2 separate regions of the Mus musculus genome follow, and region 1 is linked to region 2. Evidence: chromatin contacts called from public HiChIP or PLAC-seq data. All regions are on one chromosome and are shown on one strand. The core of a region is the stretch at or near the end of the contact, and the rest is flanking DNA. Distances in the headings are between cores, read along the strand shown. Region 1 overlaps Gm30847 (a long non-coding RNA gene). Region 2 holds the start of Xrcc5 (X-ray repair complementing defective repair in Chinese hamster cells 5).

Region 1 (2,700 bases), core at 195-2,694, 480 kb after region 2:
ATGGGACACACATGCATGAATATGCCTCCCTTAATTGCTCCCTACCTTTGTCTTATTTTTGTAATATTGTTTTATATTATATTATATTATATTATATTATATTATATATACACATATATATATATATATGTATATATTTTGTCTGCATGTATGTATATATGTCATATGTATACCTGGTACCTGTGGAGGCCAGAAAAGGGTATTGGATTCCTAGGAACTGGAGTCATAGACAGTTGCAAGCTGCTGGGAATTGAATCCTAGATCTCTGAGAGAGCAAGCAATGCTCATAACTGCTAAGGCATCTTTCTAGTCGCTCCACTTTATTTATTTTTACATTAATTTTTGTTTTTGTGTAAGTGTCTCTGTGTGTATATTCCAAGTGTCTGTGTGTATATACCACAAATGTTGTGTGTCTCTATGTGTGTATATTCCATGTGTGCTGTGTGTCTCTATGAATATATGCTATGTGTGTTGTATGTCTGTGTGTATATATGTCATGTGTGCCATGGGTATCTTTGGAGGACAGAAGGGAGCACTGAATCCCCCTTGGAGTTGGAATTACAAACAGATGTGAGCTGCCTGACAGAGGTGCTGGGATTGAACTTAGATCCTCTGAAGAAGCAGCAAACGCTCTCAACCCCGGAGTCACTCTCCAGCCCTCTCCACCTTATTTCTCTGAGACAGGCTTCCTCACTGAAATTAGAGTTAATCCACTGGGCACTGGGATTTCAGGTGTGCACCTCCACGCTAGCACTTTACATGGGAGCTGGGGGTCATGTTTGTATGCATGACAATCACTCCACCAACGGAGTCATTTTCTCAGTCCGTCTTACTGATTTTTCCCTGTCTAACTAACATACTGGGGGTGGGTGGCGGGAGGTTCACACATTTTCGTGAACTCATCTCACAGCATTGCCTTTTCCTTCACGCCAGCCTGAGCTCCGGTTCAGAACTCTGGCTTCCATTTTCACCTGGCTGTGCTCCCCCTTTCTCTTTCTCGCCCCCTTTCTCCTTCTCGTGCCCTGGTTTTCACCTGAGTCACTCTGGAGAGGTCAAGGCTAGGCAACCTCGGGACCTCGTTTTATAAGCCCATTCTTTCCCTTCTTCCAAAGTTTGTGCTTGGCTCCAGGTAGCTCTGTCAGGTGTCAAGGCCGCTTAGTCTCCTGTTGGATTTATTGTTGCGAGTTCTTATTGTAAAAAGAGAAAGCCCCTTTTCTAACTCATTGATTTCACGAGCTCCAGGTACAGCTTCCAGCTTCCAACTCATCTTGTAACCCTCTGCCCCAGAGTGACCTTTCAATTAATCAGTCTGAGAGAAATCCCAAACACAGGCACACCTCCTACAGAAGGCTTCCCTGGGTGGGGAGTTCTCTCCAGTGCTCTCTCAGCTTTCCTCCCTTGTCCTCCCTTCTGTGTGCACACACTGTCTGCCTCTGCCCTTTGTTCCATTTCTGACTCTTTCTTCACACTGTGTCCTTTCCCTGCGGGGAGACAGAGACTGTGTGTGATGCTTTAGCCCATACACTGCACTCCAGGTAGTTTGCTGACATTGGCAAAGATCTGCCTTTCTCGGCAGAGGTTGCTGACAGGATTGGGGGCTTCCTGTCTAAGTAGCTTCTTCCCTCCTCACTGTTTGGGTATTGCTCTAGGTTCCTACTCTTTGTTTATTGTGTATATCATCCTTCTGGGGACTGCAGGAAGCACGAGCCCCAAATTATCTTTGACAAATGAGTACCCCTAGACCCAAAGAGGGACAGCACATTGTCCAACGCCACTGTACTAGTGAATGGCAGAGTCAGATCTAGTATTCATGTCTCCTAATCCAGGTTGCCTTCCTGTGGGCCTGTGAGAGCACTCACCATTGCCTCTCTAGGAGGGAATGGGAAACTATAGCATCTAGGCAGGGATCACAGCTTCAGAGGCAACTGGTCCTGATGCGCACTAGCTCTTTGACTTCAAGCAAATCACTTAAGTTTTGAGCATCAGTTTCTCCATGTGCAAAAATGGGGATAATACCTGAGCGCTGAATTCGGTGCTTGTAGAATATTATTCCAGAGGCAAGGAGGTATTATGGGAAGAATACATCCTTGTCTTTGAGCCTTATTTTGGGAAGGTTTTTGTTTGTTTGTTTTGTTTTTGTGGCACAGTCTAGGAAGAGTTATCTGACTTTGCCACCAAGGATCATTGAAAACAGAAAGTAGCTGCTGTGTGCTTCTCCTGGGAGCAAAGGTGGTCACGGTGCCGGCTTGGAGCGCAGTGTCTGCCATTGTAGGTGATCGCCTGTGTCTGGGGCCTCCAGACTCCCAGGAATATTTGATTCCTTCTTTCCCAGTGAAAAAAATACTATAAACATAATAATGGGAACCACATTTAGAGTGAAAGTGTTTTCTGGGGCTTCAGAGCACTTTAGGACATTGCTGTTACTAATTACCAGCTTGTTCTGCTATTCTGTTTGTGTTTCTCTCATGCACTAACCTGCAAACAGCCCCAGGGTCATGTCAGTTCATCTTTGCTTTCCTAAGTAAGGCAACCTTAGATCCAGAGCAGAGGATCAAAAATGTTTGTTGGAGAGCCAGGCCTAGTGATACATACCTGTAATCCCACAATTGCAGTGAGAGGATCAGAGAAGTTCAAGGCTAGCCCCAGCTACAGAGAAAGTTCAAGACCAGCCTGGACTACATGACACCCTGTCAACAAAAC
Region 2 (2,744 bases), core at 22-2,521:
ACTGAACCCCAGTCCTGTTCAAGAGCAGCGAATGTATTTAACTGTTGAGCCATCTCTCGAACCCTATCAGCTTCGATTTTTAAACCTTCATTCCCTGAAGGCTTCTTCAAAAATTCTCCAAATCATATCAATTTTAGTGCCTGTTTTCTTGGGACCATTTTCAACAAAAGAGAATCTGATTGAACGTTTCCCACATTGAACAGAGGTTTGCAGACATTTTCCAGGTCTCTGGACCTTTTGTCCAACCACCTGCAGCTTGTGAGTCATTTTTGTATAGAAAACAGGCAGTTTCTGTGCAAGGGTTATCAGAAGGGAAGAACTGCAGGGCAATTTCCTTGCAAATGAGTGGTGAACACTCACGGGAATTGACAGCCTCCATCTCTAGAAAAGGGCATCTTTCCCAGCCACAGACACGCCAGGGTAGTAGGAAATTCTTCCCAGAGGCTAAGGTGTTTTAACCACTTTGTCTGTAGAGTTGAATGCCTTTCCTACTTTTTCTTCCTTTTTAAAGATTTATTTATTTATTTAATATATGTGAGTACACTGTAGCTGTCTTCAGACACACCAGAAGAGGGCATCAGATCCCATTACAGATGGTTGTGAGCCATCTTTTTCTTTTAACTCGGTGAACTCTCACTCTTCTCTTTGGACGTTGATCTAAGGTCATCGTGTTCATGGTTTTTTTTTTTTTAGTATCATATTTAGAAGGCCTTTAGAGGAGTTAAGTGACTTCGTGGATTCATCTTACACAGGGGACTTTTAACTCCAGAGTGCCAATACAAATTGCTAGCGAAAGGGATTATTATCAATTGAGTAATAGCAATTATTATTTTTTTTTTAGTTTTAAAAATCATGTATGCACGCGGCTGCATGTGGGTATGTGCATTGAGTGGAGGCCAGAAGAGGGCGTCAGATCCGCGGAAGGCTGATGTAGGTGCTGGGCTTTGAAATACCCTTGCGAAAACAGTACACATTCCTAACCTGGGACCCTTTCCCTTTAACCCCCTATTTACTTTTTTACTATTAAACTTGTTATTTTAAATTTATTTATTTACTTATTGTGATGTGTGGGACACGTGGAGATCAGAGGGCAACTTGTGGAATTGGTTCTTTTTCTCCACAATATGGGTGCCTGGAGCTTGAATGGGCTCGTCAGGCTTGATGACAAATGTCTTAGACGGCAGAGCCATTTCTCCAGCCCAGTACTGACTGGCTTTTAGCGGCTCAGAGAACAAAGCCTTGCCTAAGGAGGCAGGGAGAGAATTCTGCGCATGCTCAGAGCCCATGGCTTCCCCGCCTTGCACGCGGGACGTCTGGATCTGTGGGTTGCCCGGAACTGAGTTGCGACACTCTAGGTTTCCGCCCGGAAAAAGTAATCAAATCACCTGAGGACCAGCATGGCGTGGTCCGGTAATAAGGTACCGAGAGCAGGGCCTTTTGCCTTTCCTAAGCCGGGGATCTCTAGAGGGTGGAAGCTGTGGGAATCGCAGCTGAGTCAGCACTGAAGGATGGATGCTCAAAACGAAAGACTTGGGGTTCGGAGTTCTGCATTTGAGTCTTGTGCACCTTCACGCTTCCGAAATCCTCCCTCCTGCTTCTCCAGCCTCTCACCCTTCCCTCCTCCCTCGTTGCTTCAGTTTACTTTCTATCCACGCCACCTGCTAACACAGACGTCCTTTATTGCTTCCGAACCTGGGTTCTAAAAATCTTTGTAAGTTATCGAGGATAGATCCCCTACATGCCAGGCTCGTAAAACTTCAGAGGGGTTTTGTGATTCTGTGAATGAAATAACTCAAGGTGTAATATTACGTAATATTATGACCTTCATAATAATTTAAAAATCTCGAATTTATTGAAAGCTTACTGTGTGAGGCACAACTAAGCCCTTTATTCCTATTTAATTAAATCTTCACACCAAACCGTGAGACGACCATTATTACCCTTAGCTTGTCAGTAGGAGAACCAAGCAAGACATGAAGAACTGAAGTGATTAGAACGTGGTCACCCTTTCCATGAGTGGTAACATGTGAATGGGAATTCATTCGGAGCTCTGAAAGAAAAGCAAAACAGAATGCTCAATTTCTAAGAATCTATGATCTTAGAATCCTAGATTAATAATGGAAATTACTGTAAACTTTAGAGAGGTTGTTTTTGATCACTAGAGAGAGATGCAATGGCAAGGATCCATTCATTCGTTTAATACAAACAAGATAGGGGTTCAATAACGGAGCTCTGTTTTCCTCCACCCCCATTTGGGAATTTGATGAAATTATGAACCCATAATGATGTTGCTCGCTTCCTTTGTTCCTCTGCCTTCAGTTGCTGAGAACTTTGTAGCTCCCGTGAAGGACTTACTGTGGCAGATGTACTTGATAAAATTCTAGCAGGTTGTATTGCTTCAGTGTGGTAATGAAGAGCTGCAGTACCCTCCCAGTTTGTCTTCCCTGGTTTTCTTACTGCTTCCAAAGACTTTAAATTATCATAAACCATTCTTCCAGACCAGAATTTACACTGTCAAACTCTTTGATGCCTTACTCTGAATCTCTAATTCTTGACAAAAGACTCCCAGTCTTTTAGTGTTTGCTACTTTAAAAGTAGATTTGTGGCCGCCTATTAAAGGAACACAGCCAGCATATTTTGTGATGCCTACATTTAAAAAAAAAAAAGATTTTTATGCTGAAGGAATCACTGTGGGATGTAATTTGAATTCCTCTCAAAGGTATTCTGTAGTTTATTAATGTTCA

Evidence for each region. HiChIP or PLAC-seq counts read pairs in DNA pulled down with a chosen protein or histone mark.
Region 1: an H3K27ac HiChIP or PLAC-seq map of embryonic stem cells shows a contact between it and region 2, with 5 times the contacts expected there. The contact joins the enhancer-like site here to the promoter of Xrcc5 in region 2. A contact is called at or near these places in 3 of 39 promoter capture datasets (the 3T3-L1 cell line, the C10 cell line and cranial neural crest) and 8 of 115 datasets of contacts at active chromatin or transcription factors (the NIH/3T3 cell line, embryonic forebrain, embryonic stem cells and 3 more).

Annotation. Positions count from the first base shown.
Region 1 is chr1:72,789,452-72,792,151 of GRCm38.p6, forward strand. The region is part of intron 2 of Gm30847 (a long non-coding RNA gene); the gene reads left to right. Among named protein-coding and RNA genes, the nearest start is that of Gm30788, 21 kb to the left of the region's middle. Within about 2 kb of position 1,445, at least 9 of the 459 cell types and tissues checked have an H3K27ac peak or open chromatin away from gene starts, as enhancers often do. A contact at or near this core is called in embryonic stem cells, where this site is marked.
Region 2 is chr1:72,306,150-72,308,893 of GRCm38.p6, forward strand. It overlaps Xrcc5 (X-ray repair complementing defective repair in Chinese hamster cells 5), which reads left to right and starts at 1,272. Exons shown (of 21, transcript NM_009533.2): 1 at 1,272-1,418. The coding sequence starts at 1,398.